2 separate regions of the Sus scrofa genome follow, and region 1 is linked to region 2. A link is a contact called in public HiChIP or PLAC-seq data. All regions are on one chromosome and are shown on one strand. The core of a region is the stretch at or near the end of the contact, and the rest is flanking DNA. Distances in the headings are between cores, read along the strand shown.

The links. HiChIP or PLAC-seq counts read pairs in DNA pulled down with a chosen protein or histone mark.
Region 1: a contact with region 2 is called in an H3K27ac HiChIP or PLAC-seq map of alveolar macrophages. The contact joins the enhancer-like site here to the promoter of AJUBA in region 2. A contact is called at or near these places in 3 of 5 promoter capture datasets (fetal liver, fetal skeletal muscle and liver), 4 of 47 Hi-C or Micro-C datasets (embryonic fibroblasts, heart right ventricle, mesenchymal stem cells and 1 more) and 2 of 2 datasets of contacts at active chromatin or transcription factors (alveolar macrophages and skeletal muscle).

The regions. Positions count from the first base shown.
Region 1 is chr7:76,460,605-76,467,509 of Sscrofa11.1, reverse strand. No RefSeq gene overlaps it. Among named protein-coding and RNA genes, the nearest start is that of DAD1, 32 kb to the right of the region's middle. Within about 2 kb of position 4,474, at least 25 of the 83 cell types and tissues checked have an H3K27ac peak or open chromatin away from gene starts, as enhancers often do. A contact at or near this core is called in alveolar macrophages, embryonic fibroblasts and retroperitoneal adipose tissue, where this site is marked.
Region 2 is chr7:76,058,158-76,065,861 of Sscrofa11.1, reverse strand. AJUBA (LIM domain-containing protein ajuba) reads right to left here and starts at 2,853. Exons shown (of 8, transcript XM_021099246.1): 1 at 1,443-2,853. The coding sequence starts at 2,478. C7H14orf93 reads right to left here. Exons shown (of 7, transcript XM_021099247.1): 7 at 3,985-7,490. The coding sequence ends at 7,071.

The DNA of each region.
Region 1 (6,905 bases), core at 3,225-5,724, 400 kb before region 2:
CAGGCATTGTTCAGGCTGCTGAGGAAAACTGGAGACAGGGTCATCAAGTCCTTGAGAAGGCCCAGTCCTAAAGAACCCCAGTCCCCATGAGTAGGGGCCAGCCTCAAGGACAGAAAGCCATGCCACTCCCAGGTAGAATGTATCACCAAGGCCAGCTATAAAACCCATTTCTCTGGATAGACACTCTACTGCCCCAAAAGGCTTATGCACCAGCCAACCCTGTAGGCAGAATGGACCAAATGCCTTTTATGACCTCAGGCCTAAGATTCTAAAGGACTCTCTGACACATCACGCAGAGACCTGACCTCTGAGTACTACTGGACCCACAGTCCAGTTAAGAGAAGGACAGGCCAAGCCAGTATGTGCTTCAGACACACTTAAGTGGAATATTCATTTCCAACAGAGCAAGCCCTCTGCCATGACCCACCACTGGAGAGGAGCCATCTGAGTCTTAAAGGATTGTTTATTTTCTTCCTTTGTCCATAAAGTCCAACTCCCCTGGGGTCACACGTAAAATCCTTTAACAGTTATCACCTTATCAAGTAACATCTCGGCAAGAAAATCAGCTGTGCGCTCCTTGAGATGGGACGTGTATCTTGTCCATCTGTGTGTCTTTGACACCTAGCAGAGTGCCTGCCATACAACTGATGCTTCACATACACTTAATTGGCAAGTGAACAAATAAGTGATTAGTGCCATCAGGCACTGGGGAGGCAGCCAAGCTGTATATCTGTGGCGAGAAAGTAAGAGAACATTACAGAACGGAAAGTGGGGATGAATAAGCATGGTGGCCCAGTGAGCACAGTTTTATGATTTAGCCAAGAGCTAAGAGTAAACGGTCAAGAACCATCAGGAAGAGCAAAAGCTGGAGGATGGTTACTCTGAGAAAACACACAGGGCTTCAGGAGTCAATGTCCTGGGTACTGAGAGAACATACCAAGGTCCAGGGCTGAAGGTCCCATTACCGTTCATCTCACTTTCTCCAAGTGTCCTATCTTTGGTATCTTGGCCGTGCCCAGGGGCATGTGGAAGTTTCCAAGCCAGGGATCAAACCCATACCACAGCAGCGACCAGAGCCACTGTAGTGAAAACACCAGATCCTTGACCAGCTGGCCACAAGGGAACTCCCACGTGTCCCATCTTAAAACTCCTCCAATCTACCTCTGGGAGCAATGTGTAGGAAGGACAGCTTGGGACTGAAGGGGTGGGTCTGGGGGCAGGGAGCAAGCCACGTGGAGACTGGGTGCTGCTCCTCTTTAATAAGTACACTGTGTAGCCAAGGCGACGGCCAGTGTCTGCCTCTGGGTAAGGCCACCTGGGATTCAGGCCTCTGTTCACCCAGACACACATGAGTAAGGTTTCCTCTGAGTATTACTGGGAGTGCTATATTTTGAAATTAATAAGCAGGTCAGACATTGAGTCAGTAGCCAGAAGTAGGACAGGAAGTGGAAAAAGTCTCCCACTTCCGTGCAGGTGTTTGGGGGCTTGGGACGGCCCCTCCCATTTCCATGACGTCATGGCGGCCGCGAGGGGCAAATGGGGCACCCTTTGAAGCTCTCCCACAGAAGCCACATCCTCTGGAAAAAAAAGTTAAAAATACCGACTTAGAGATAGCATCGCCTCAGGCCACGTGCCGGGGCCAGAGGGCTGGGCCGTTACACCACCCAGACCGCAGGTGCGACAGGAAGGCGTCGAGCTGGGAGGAGCTGGGAGGGGCTGGTGGGGCCCTGGAGACCCACGAGCAGGCTGGGGAGGTGCTGCACACCCCACTGAAGAGACGCACCCCCATCCCAGACCCGCCGCCCTAGCAAGCCCTAAGATCAAATCTTGATCGCCCTTGATTAAACTCTTGCTTAATACAGGCCAGGTCCTCGAGGCTTAGCTCCAGCCCATCCTCCCCAGGGGCCATATCTGTCCATCCACAGCTGCTGGGGCTGGTTCTCCAGTGAAGAACTACACCCCAGGTCCAGGTTGAAGTCCTGGGTAATAGCCCTGATGGACAGCTGCCTCTCAGATACCAAGGACACCAGAATTCAGGCGGCCAGGAGATGGGGAACCCCAGAAAGAGGACCGGAACCTGAGACCCCCAACAACGCCGGGCTTTGGAGTCCTGCTCTATGGTAGTGTCCCCAATCACCCACGTGGGGGCAGCAGCGCTCCACCAAAGAGGCCTCTTCTTACTTAATCTGTTTATTTTGAGAAAGGAAAGCCCCTGTCGCTTGGAAAAACCTTTTTCAGAGGAAAATAAAAGGAAAGAGACCTCATTCCAGAAGCCGATCCCCTACCTTTAATTAGACTATTACTGCACTGGTCTCTGGCCCACGTGATCCTGTCACATCCCAAGGAGGAGAGAGTGCAGGGTCTGCCCCGCAGACAGCAGGGGGCACTACCTGTCCAGGATCACCGGGCTCCCCCATACATAGCCCTGGAAGGGAGTCCCCAGGGAGGGGCTGCATGAGCCCCCTGGGATCCTGGTGAGAGATTTGGATTCAGAATCCAGGAGCCTGGGCTGGTGGCCAGAATCCACTCTGCCCCCAATCTTGCGCCCTGGGGGCAACTCACTACCCACAGCATGTTTCCCCATGGCGGTCAGTGCTCTCTCACCAGGTAGTTTAAGATCCAAGGCTCCTCTCACAGTGCATACATGCCAAGCATCAGACGCAGGCCAGGCTCCAGGGACTCAGCCGCTGTACAACTATATGACTCCACACAGATGAAGGGCAAGAACAGGCAAAACTAATCACCAGTGATGGAAATGGAACAGTGGATGCCTCTGGGGTAGGACTGACTGGAAAGGGCAAGAGGGAACCTTCCAAGTGGTAGAAACGTTCTGCATCTTGATTTGGGTGATGGACACAGGTGTATACACATGTCAAAACGAGTCCAACTGCATGCCTAAAGTTTGTGCATTTCAGCATATGTAAATTACATCTCAATAAAATACTGCTCCCATTAACACACACGTAGTTTCAGCTCAGTAATCTCAAATGCAAATATAAGGGAATGCCCAGAAAGATGAACCAGAGATCCTGCGGGTCAGCGGGGCTGGGTCAGGCTGGACCACATGCTGAGATAAAGTGGGGCCGCTGCCTCACTAGGCCAGCACCCAGGTGAGCTTAGGGGTCCCGGCCCCACCAGTGCATCACTGTTGCACATAGTGAATGGCCACTTCTCCCTTCATTATGGCGTCAGGGGCTTCTGGTTACACCATCGTGTGCATTTTGTTGCCCCTCCACAGCTTCCAGCTTCTGAAAGAGCTTGATGGAGGGGAAATTACAGAACCAGGAGACATTGGCAAGGCTGTAATCGGACAAAAGTCAACTCCAAGCCACCCAGACTCCTCTCACTGCAACATCCCTGAACTTGCGCTTTCTTTCTCCCTTCCTACCCTCTGGGGGGCTCTCTGCCTTCAAAATGGCCCCCTTTGAGCCTTGGCAGAACACAAGGTCTGAAAGCAGGAAGGCAGACCACCCTCTGCGGGCAGCTTCCATGGACAGCCAGCTTCTCAGGTCAGAACACCCGACATGGTTCCAGGGGGCTCACCACTTTTGGGAAGAGGGCAGCCCATTCATGTTTGCTTCAGAAATGCGGGCGTGCTCCCATTCCAGAAGCAATAGGATCCAGGAAAGAGAGCCCTCTCATTTTCAAATTCTTTCAAAAATCCCACTGAAAAGCAGAAAGGGCGCTTGTCTACCCTTTCCCTGAACCACCCACACAAAATTCAGCCAAGGAAAAAAAAAGAAACTATTAAAGGAAGAGCATATAAACGTGAGACAAGCTTGGCAGGACCTAAGCGCATTGAAGTAGATGTGGTTCAGAGAGTGGTCAGTAAGTGGTCTCCACTTCAAGCTTTCAGCCTGGATGGGAGGAAACGGGGTTAACACGCACAAGGACTTCTTTCCAGTGGAGACGGCAAGACACTATTTTTAGCTAACTCTAGGGCGTCCTTGCTTCTCCTTGCCAACCCAAGTTATTCCAGTGATTTACCAAGAGGCATGGGTGGGGCGACATCCCTATCTGGAATCTTTATGAAGAATTTGGCATGTCTGTACAAAACCAAAGCAAACACAATCACAGGAAAGCTAAGCAGGAGGCAGAGGTTCTCTCCCCCTTTCACATATGGGGAAACAGGTGAAGTGGCTTACTTGCCATCACAGTGAACTAGGCCCTCATCAGCACTAGACTGGGCAACTCAGGCTTTCCCCCAAGCCTCGTGGACTCCCAAGTCCCAGGTGGCCCCAGATGCAGCCACCATAAAGGAAGGAGCAGGAACGGATGAGGGTCTCAGGAATGCCCCCAGCCCCCAAGACTGCTTTCTTACATTCTGTTTGGATGTCCCTTCCCTCTTCTGTGACTCTGTCCCTCCTTGATGGCCCTTTAAGATTAGAGTAAAATGGCAAAACAGAGCCCTGTCCGCTTAAGGAGACACTCCCTTAGTAAATGTTGTCGATGTTAGTCATCGCCTGAGGCAATACTTTCTGCACAAGCAAACTCCTGCTACTCAATCACATGGCGGTGAGTTACGGAAGTAATGTCTAGATACACTCTGGTCCCTGAAAGGTCTTTCCCTGCCAAGGTGTGTTAGAAGCCTCCTTCCCTCGGAGTTCCCGCTGTGGTGCAGTGGAAACGAATCCAGCTAGTATCCATGAGGACACAGGTTCAATCCCTGGCCTCGCTCAATGGGTCGGGACTCCAACGTTGCCGTGAGCTGTGGTGTAGGTCACAGACATGGCTCGAATCCCACATTGCTGTGGCTGTGGTATGGGCCGGCAGCTGTAGCTCCAATTTGACCCCTAGCCTGGGAACTCCATATGCTTTGCGTGTGGCCCTAAAAAGCAAAACAAACAAACAAAAGAAGCCTCCTCCCCATCCCCACTTGCGATCACTTCATAGTTTATTTCCTTGACCCCACTTGTAACAACACAATTCTTTTTATGTGCTCATTTGGCTCTCTTCCCAACTAAAACAAAAGGCTCAGAAAGGGAGGTGACTTTGTCTGATCACCTCTGCTCCTCTAGGACCTGGGAGAGTAGGCACTCAAACTTTAAGCTCAACAATGCAGCAGTAGGAAGACACTTCCCCACCAGATGTCTCTTATTAATACCATGTAACTAGATTGGGGTAAAACGTTGATAATTGTTGAAGCTGAATATTGAGTATCCGCCCGTTTCTCTACTGACATGCATGTGTGTGTGTGAAATTTTCAACAATAAAACGTTAAAAAACAAAGTTGTTCATTCCTGGAATTTAAAGACAGAGTAACACAGATAGACCTAGAGATTATCATACTAAGTGAAGTTAGTCAAAGGCAAACATCAGATCACTTATATGTGAAATCTTAAAAAAAAAAAAAAAAAAGACACCAATGAACTTATTTGCAGAACAGAAAGATTCAAAGATTTTAAGACAGATTTATGGCTACCAAAGGGGACAGGTGGTGGGTGGGATGGCCTGGGGGCTTGGGACTGGCACATGCACGCTGTGACACATGGAATGATTAGAATTGCTGCGTAGCACAGGGAACTCTGCCTAATATTCTGATAATCAATATGGGGAAAGCAATCTGGAAAAGAATGGATGTGTGTATATGTATAACTGACTCACTTTGCCATACAGTAGAAATTAACACAACATTATAAATCAGCCACAGAGAGTTGCTGTTGTGGCTCTGTGGAAAACGAATCTGACTAGCAATCATGAGGACGCAAGTTTGATCCCTGGCCTCACTCAGTGGGTTAAGGATCTGGCATTGCCATGAGCTGTGGTGTAGGTTGCAGACATGGCTCGGATCCCACATTGCTGTGGCTGTGGCATAGGCCTACAGCTACAGCTCTGATTTGACCCCTAGCCTGGGAACTTCCACTTGCCACGGGTGAGGCCCTAAAAAGACAATAAATAAATAAATAAAATAAAAAACTGTACTTCAGTAAAACGTAAAAAAAAAAAAAAAAAAAAAAAAAAAAGGCAGAGCAGGTCTGAATAGCAGACCCCAGGGTGTCTCAGGATCCCTCAGGATCTCTCTCTCTCTGGGGAAAAAGGAAGACCTGATAGTGCTCACCACAGTCCTTTAGCTGAGAGCCAAGAAAACTGGCCATGCAGCTGAGGGAGAAAAGCAATACATGTAGACAGTTCTCCGAGTTTCTGGCAACAGCTCTGAGGGTACCAGTATATTTGTAGAGCAGTTCCATTAACAAGGTACTTTCACGTCCATTTTGTTGGGACAACAGTGTGAAGTATTATTATCCCCATGTTTATTCTACCATTTTTCTCATTCAAAGCCTAACCCAAATGCTTTGGAATCAGACAGAAATAAGACTCGAACCCTAACACCTGCGGTCTGAGTTTCCATTTCCTCATCTAGAAAAGGAGACCATGACCTCCCTCCTCCTGGGGTGACAGGAGACGTGAAGACAGGGCAAATGACAGGACCCATGATACCAAGTCAGACACAGGGTAGACACTCAGCAGTAGCTCCTCACTCCTGGACCACAGGCCTGTGTCTTCTCTTCCTTAACATCGAGCCCTCCGTAGCTCAGTGCCTGGGTGCCTAACTATTGGCTAACTTTTAGAGACCAGAGGCCCACAGGTCAACAGTTAAGTGGCAGAGCAGGTCCTTGAATAAACACACCTTCAGGTCCGGCAAAGTACTTTTTCGAAAATACACCTTTTTTTTCATCCCACTGACAAGTTTTGCATAAGCTTGAGCCCACTTATTAATTCAACCTAAGCAAATAAAATACTTTTTTTTTAGCTCCTCCAAAGTCCTCCTTCTTTTTTCTTACTCCCTCATTTGAGATCCTGTTCTGTGTTTTCTCATGCAGGAAAAATCTATTTTTTGTATTCAATTTTTTTAAATTAAATATCATCAGAAAGTTACATAGCACTCAAATTTTAAATGTTCAGAG
Region 2 (7,704 bases), core at 1,604-4,103:
CCTCCCTTTTGGTTCTGATGGCTTAGTTGAAACATCTTTCCACCCATCAGCCACTTCTCCAGGGCCTCAAAAGGAAACTGCTAAAAGGATCCTGTCACTTAGTCTCCCTTGACCAAGGCATCATCTGCTCTGGGCTGTCCCTTTCGGGTGGGGGTGGAGTGGGGGGGGGGGAAATGGAGTTGAACTTGGCAGGCCCTTCCAGTCGGCAGCCCTGTTACCTCTGAACCTCTTCTCCAACTTTCCTTCCCTGGCTGGGTTCCTCTCCCTATTTATATTTCTAGCCACAGAGTTCTAGAACATGGGGCCCAGGGCAGGAACATGGATGGTGAGAAAGGTGAGAAGATGATGCGAACACTTTAGAGACCCACTGCCCTGGGGGTGAGGCCTCTACTTCCTGTACTTCCTGTCACAATCAGATTAGCTGGTTGTTTTAATATAGTGATGTGGTACTTGTGGGTCTTGGCTGAAAGATGGTTCAAGATCCCACTGCCTCCAGCCTCCCTCCATAGCTGAGACATATGATCAATTAATACTTCTGGAAGGTAACTGCGTGGGGGCGAAAGGTAGCGGTCAAGTTTCTTTAGCAGCAGGAAGTAAGGGGCTACTTCGTGCCTGAATTCTGAGCGGGTTATGGCCAGATGCGAAGGCCAGGTTATTTCTGGCAATTTTACACATTCGTCAACCATCCACGGGTGATGCTGTCCGGGTGGCCAAGACTTCTGCCCTGACTTCCGGAGGATGGGGAAAATAGAATCTGAAGCCACCAGCTCTTAAATGCCCACGCAGGCACCCGGCCAGCAGGTCCAGCAGGTCCGGGGCCGGTCAGCAGTAGGGTCCCTGCTTTTCGTCCCAGGGCTTTCATTCTTTCCTCGGGCTCCATATCCCCGACCGCGGCAGCCACAGCTCCGCGCGTGTTAGGAGGCAGCTCCCCCACCCCCTGCACCTCACCTCCGCCCTGCGCCGCGCGACCGGCCCCGCCCGCGGGCACCTGGAGCGCCCGGGCAGGAGCCGGCACGCACGCTGCCCGCCCGCCCCGCCCCCCACCCGCGCATTCCCCGAATTCCTGCGGGCGGAGCCTGGGCCCGGGTGGGGGCGCGGCGCGCAGGAGCCTGCAGGGGCACCACCGCCGAGGGGGTAGCAAGATGGGGGATGCTCTCACGGCCCCACTTGGTCCCCTCCCTACGAGGCCTCCTACCGAGAAAAACCCAGGCTCTAAAGCTTGAGGAACTGGAGATCACACAGGGAGGGGGTGAATTTAGCAGGAATAGGGTGCCTGTGGTCCATCTGAAACCCAGTGGGAAGGGAATTCTTCTCTTGCCTCTTTCCTAGCCCTGAGTCTCTGCCTCCGACCTCCTGGCGCAGGCAGTTTTGGCCGTCGGGGCAGAGGGGAACCAAATGCGGTGACGGGTCCCTCCCCGTCCCTCACCACTTCTCTCACTCACCAAAGTAGTCTTCTCTGGACTCCGGCTCCCGTATCCGGGTCCGGGCAGCCTCCTGAACGAACGCACCCGGCGGCTCCTCAAGACCCGACGGCTCAATTCCCGAGGGTTCCCCGCGGGCGCCGGCTTCTCGCCCACCTGTGCCCCCTGTCAGGCGCAGCAACGCTGTTAGCTCATCCTGGTATCGGGCGCCAGCGGCGCAGTCCCCGTAGCCAGTCACCGAGTGTCGTCCGGGTTGCGCCCCTCGTCTCTCCAAGGGCCCAGCCGCTCCTACTCCAGCTCCGGCAAGAGCTCCCGGGCTGCCCAGGGCCGGGGGATATGAGTGGCGGCTTTCCTGGCAGCCGAATCCGGCCGGCCGATGAGCGCACAGTCGGTCCAGGGCAGCGTGGAGCTCGGGGTAGGCGGACGGCACCCCTCCGGAGGAATAGCCTGCCGGAACCCCAGCCAGGGGTGGGCCAAACAGGCAAGGCCCGGCAGGCAGAGGACTGCCGTGGCGCTGGTCATAGCCCATGCTGATGCCGCTGGTACGATTGCTGCAGGGTCGGCTACCTCCGGCTCCACCAGCCCCCGCCCCGTCCAGCAGCAGACTGCCCCGGGGGCTGGACGGCTTGCTCGCGTCGCTGGCTGAGCTACTGGCAAAACTGGAGCGGGGGCTTAGGGCTGGGGCCGTGGTCTCCAGCCGAAAGTCAGGGGGCAATGACTGAGGTAGAGGCAAGGCCCGGGTGGGAGGTGGCACCCCGGGAAAGGAGGCTTCGTAGCGCTGCGCCTCAAAGGAGCCGCGGGGGTTCCGCTCAGCATCCAGGGGGCCTTGCTCCCGGGCTGGCTCCAACGGCTCATCCCCAAGTCCCCCAGTAGCTCCACGGGGCCCTGATTTCCTAGGTCCCCCTAATCCGCTCTGACGCCCCTTTCCCGGCCCGGGGGTCCCATCAGACCCAGACCGGCTAGATTCACCCTTTCTGCGGCCGAACTTGGCGCTGCCGGAGTCCGAGAGTCTTAACTTCTCTAGCAGGCGACTGGCTTTCTCCCCTAATCGCTCCATGCCCTCGGGCCTGGGGACTCCAGCCCCCTCCCCGCCCGGCACCCTGCAGCGTCTCGGTGGCCGCTTCTCTCTCCCTGCGGCTGGACTCGGGTTCCCCGGGGGCACAGGATAGGCACCGGGATTTAGCGGGTGGCCTGGATGCCCCGCGCCAAGAATCCCGCAGCATCCCCCAGCGACAGGGGTTGCGTCCCCCCGCGCATCAGGGGTTAAGCAAGGCTAGAAGGGCCGACGGCCGTGGCTGTGCCTTCCGCAGGTCTATCTGTTCACGAGCCGACTCACCCGGCAGCCCCACTCTCCCCGGCCCCCGCCCCCCTCGCTCTCACACTCAGCACGGACCCAACTTCTCTCCCAAACTTTTGTCTGCCTGGCCGGATCTACTTTCCTGGAGGGGCGGGGCGCTGAGTGCGAAAGAAACAGGGGTGTCGGCGCAGGAATCTGGTGCGCCGGAGGAGGGGAGAGCGGGTGCTGGTGCCAACTGTCCTGGAACTGGAGATCCGCCGACTGACGGCTAAAAAAGGGCGAGGGGCAGTTTGGGCAATAGCTACTACACCACTCAAGAATTGGGACAGGAAAAAGTGGGGGAGGGGAGGGGAACTCTTTGTTTGTAGTTGGAATGCGCGGAGGGGCACCGTGGAATGTCGCGGCCCGGGACCCGGCGACGCGAGGCTTGTTCTGCGCAAACACCGTGACTTTGTTCCTAGTATGAGGACTGCTGGAGAGATGAGGAGGGACTGATACAGAAATAGTGAGACAGGGAGAGAAAAGAAATGTAGATACACAGAGAGGTTCAGAGCGAGGAAGCCCTTATAGAGAGGTTGTGGAAGACAGGTATGGAAAGAAAGAGAGCAGACCAAAGGGGATCGATCGCGGGTGTTGCAGAGACCGAAGGCTGAATAGGCCAAGAAAAAGACAAATTTGTGCGAATCCAGAGAGAATGAGAGACAAACAGATAAGCTGCAATGCAAAGACAACTTTCTGAATCCAAAACTCTGCAGTTGGAGGGAGGGAGTTTTAGAGTGTGTGTGTGAAAGGAGAGAGAAAAAGGCTTGGGACTAATCTCTACCTTCAGGGTAGGGCTGATAGAGGGATCGATAGACACCCCCTGGTGTTGGGAAATGAGATTTTTAGCAACTATTTCTGGTGACTGGGGATAGAAGGCCTGGTTTTTAGGGGTAGCAAAGGCCTCGCCCTTGGTTGGCCCACAGGAGATTGGTGATAAAGAGTAAGTATCAACTTAAGCGGAAGAAAAAATATGTTCTTTAGAAGAGATAGCAAGTGAAAATGATCAAGGTGGAAAAGCAAAAGAGGCCAATCCTGGCCATACTAGGAGGCTCAAGAATAAGGAAAAGAGGAAGCCCTGGCTGAAGCTGAACATACCTGATTAAATATCAGCCAATGGATTTTGCCCAGACCAGCACATCAGGGGCATGGGGTAGGGTGTGGGGGAAAATGGAGAGGGAAAATAACTCCTTTGCATTTGGATAGTAAATTAGTATGAAAATTATATGCAAACAAATCATGCATATTATTTTCACTTCAACATTCTGAACACCTTTTACAATCTTAGTGTGGCCTTAGGGAAAGGGGAAGGAAAGGAGGTTAATATCTTTGGGGAAATTAATTTGGCACAAACTGTTTGGCTTCTCTGCCCTAGCTGCATTGTCTCCCTGCCCTCATCTCTCCTGAGAATCAGCCTCTTTCCCTGGTCAGGGCTACAGCATCTCTCTGATCCAGAGGAGAGTTTACTCTTAGGGTGGAAGCAAGGAGGACTGAAAGCATTAGTAACCCAGGGGAGCTCTCAGGTTGCATCCAGAACCTGCTGTTGCGTGCCATCTTCAGAATCAGCCATAAGCTTCTCCCTCCTTTCCTGTCTCCCCATGGGGAAGGAGAACCTGGATGCTTCCTTCCAATTACCTACATTTTCTAACATTTGGGAGCTTTGCTCCTTTGGCGTTAGAATGGGAGAGTAAATCTTATGAAAAGTTGAGATGCCATTAAAGGAGGCCCATCCGGGAGCTGGTAGTGGCAGTAGTAGGCACAGTTGGGATCAAGAACTTGGGTGTTCAGGGGATGACAGGAAGCAGACACAAGTGAAAGGGGGACACTCTGATAGGGCAGGTGCCAGCAGTGCTCATGACCTCGGGGTAACCACTCTATAGGCTGAACTAGAGCCAGGAGCTCCACAGGCCCTATTCTCCCTCCCCAGGACTTTAGGCTCTATATACACAGATGACTCCTCAGTCCGTATCTCTAGCCTAGACTCTCTTGGACTTAAAAACTCAGCTGACGACTAGCACCTCTACTTGGTTGTCTCAAAGGTACACAACACCCTAAACTGACCTCACCTTCCCTGCCTCCCAAAACTGGCTCCTCCAGCATTTCCTGAGCAAATGGCGCCATTAACCACTTAGCTACTTAAGCCAGAAATCTGAATATTGACCTTATGTCCCCCTCCCTTAACCTCAAATCCTATCACCAAGGCCTATCACCAAGTCTTGTCAATTCTGCTTCCAAATTATCTTTCAAATCTGTCCTTCCCTCATCAACATCACTACACATACACACACACACACACACACACACACATGCACGCACGCACGCACGCACGCACACACGCACACACGCACACACACACACACCACCATCTCTTCTCTCCTGGACCACTGCAAAAGTCTCCCTGCTGAAGCTTTCTCCCTCCCATCCATCTCATACCCTGAGGATCATATTTCCCTGTTTAAAACCTATCAGTGATTGCTCACTGCCCTTGAATTAGAGTCTATACTTTTAAAGTATTTCACAGGGTCTCTCTACCTCTCCAGTCTCTTCTCTCAGCATCACCCCCCCCCACACACACACCTCCCCAAACAGCTCTGCAGTAGAATTGCACCTTGTCTGTGCTCCCTCTTGCCTGTGGACTTTTGTACCTGCAGTTCCCTAGGTTTGGAAAACTCTCTTGGCCTCTCCTTCCCTTCTGGTTTAAATACCACTTTAGGTATCAATTAAATTTTTTTTTGTTTTTTTTAGGGCTTCACCCTCTGCATATGGAGGTTCCCAGGCTAGGGGTCCAACTGGAGCTGTAGCCGCTGGCCTATACCACAGCCACAGCAACGCCAGATCCAAGCTACATGGCAACGCCAGATCCTTAACCCACTATGCGAGGCCAGGGACTGAACCCACATCGTCATGGATGCTAGTTGGGTTTGTTAACTGCTAGGCCATGACGGAAATTCCTTTTTTTTTCTTTTTAGGGCTGCACCCAGGGCATATGGAGGTTCCCAGGATAGATGTCAAATCAGAGCTGTAACCACTGGCCTATGTCACAGCCACAGCAATGCCAGATCCAAGCTGTGTCTGCAGCCTATACCACAGCTCATGGCAGCACTGGATCCTTAACCCACTTGAGTGAGGCCAGGGATCGAACCTGCGCCCTCATGGATACTAGTCAGATTCGTTTCCGTTGAGCCATGATGGGAACTCCCAGGTATCAATTTAAGTACCGCTCTCTCTGAGAAGCCTTCCCAGACCACCAGAGCAGGTTAGCTACCCCTGCAATACAGAGCCATGGCACCCTACACTCCCCCATCACCCTGTCACAATTTTCACTTTATTGCCTTTTTAAATGCCTGGCTTCCTGACTAGACAGTAAAACTTCTGATCAACATCTAACCCGATCAACAGTATGTCCAGAGCTCCTAGATGGTACCGTCAGACCCCTAGTAAGTAGAAGTAATAGAAAGCTGGTTTACTTCTCAATCCACCTAAAATGCACACATTTCGTATGTGAATGTGTGTGCATTCTGCATGTGCACTCTTGTGTGCGCGCGCGCACACACACACACACACACACACCACTTCTTCAAAATACAGCTTGGCTGACAGGACTAAAAAATAGCTACCAAGCCATGTATACTGCTTAGCCACATGGTGGAAAAGCAGCTGTTGGTGAGATGGGGGACCTCTTTAAGTCTTAATTTTCTCATGTGTAAGATGGGAATAATAAAAGCTTCCTTATATAATTCAATAAACAATAGCTATTACACCTAGATCCCAATTCCCAAATAGGGATGCAGCCTGTGTTCTGCTCAGAAAAATCAAGCCCATGACTGAAGTTGTCCACCAGGTGGCAGTATGACCCTGACCTGGTCCTGTGCGGCTGCCACTGCAGAACAAGACCAGCAGTTGGGCCATAGAAGGTGTGACCAGGGCTGCTTTCCCAGGGCTTTGAGTGAAACTGGGGAGGAGGGAACCAACTGAGATCAGGGTACATATGTCAAGAAGGCCTTATGTTTCTTTGACCCACCCATCCTTCTCCTTTTCTCATCCCAGGCTCGTCCGAGGCACTGTTCATGCTTAGGAATAAGCATTTTCTGGCTTGCCATTCACAGTGGGGGGAATTTCCCCCCCTTGGAGATAAATCCTTTTATCCCAACAGAGCTGCCAGCTTCCACTTCCAGTGGAGACCGTGTTAAGAAGAGAGGCAGGTTTGCTTTCTCAGACTGCTGAACACATCTCATTATTCTGGGATGCCCTGTGGCCACCTGTTTCAGGGACAGGGGAGAGGCAGATGCCAGAGTTAGTCTTGGGTACAGATTTCACTCATCCTTTTCCACCTTGATTTCAATGAATGAGTTCAAGTCAGGACAGCAGGTTTTGTGGGGTTGGTCAAAAGATGGGGAGACAGGTCCATTTTCATCACCTCCCTCATCCTCCTCATCTTGGAAATTAGGATTGTAAAGTTCTGGTGGAAGGAGCTGGGCCTCTGCAGAAGGTAAGCGGTCCGAGGGAGGCCCATACACGCGGTTGGCTTTGGTGCCATGCTTCGAGTTGGCGTCCAGGTGGTAGCAGAGCTGCGTGAGGCGCTGGGCCCGGAAACGGGGAGGCCGGGCCACCCAGACACCTGGCTCATTAAGACTGTCCTCTTCATCAGACATCAGCTCCTCCGTCACATCCTTCCACAGGCGCTGGTCCTCAGGGCCAAAATGCCTCATGATGCTGGATCGGTTGGCGAAAAGCTGAGGTAGGAGCCCAGGACAGAGATTAGCAAGGGAGACAGGTTTGGGGAAGGGATTCGGGTAGGAGGAAGGCTGTGTAAAAATCTGTGCCCAAGAGAACCTGGGTCACATCCTAGAACTGGCTCCTCTCCTCCTCCACTCTATTCCTGGATCTCAACCCTGCTCTTAGATGCTACGTCCTCTGGCCCTTCCCACTGTGGCTCATTAGGGTTTA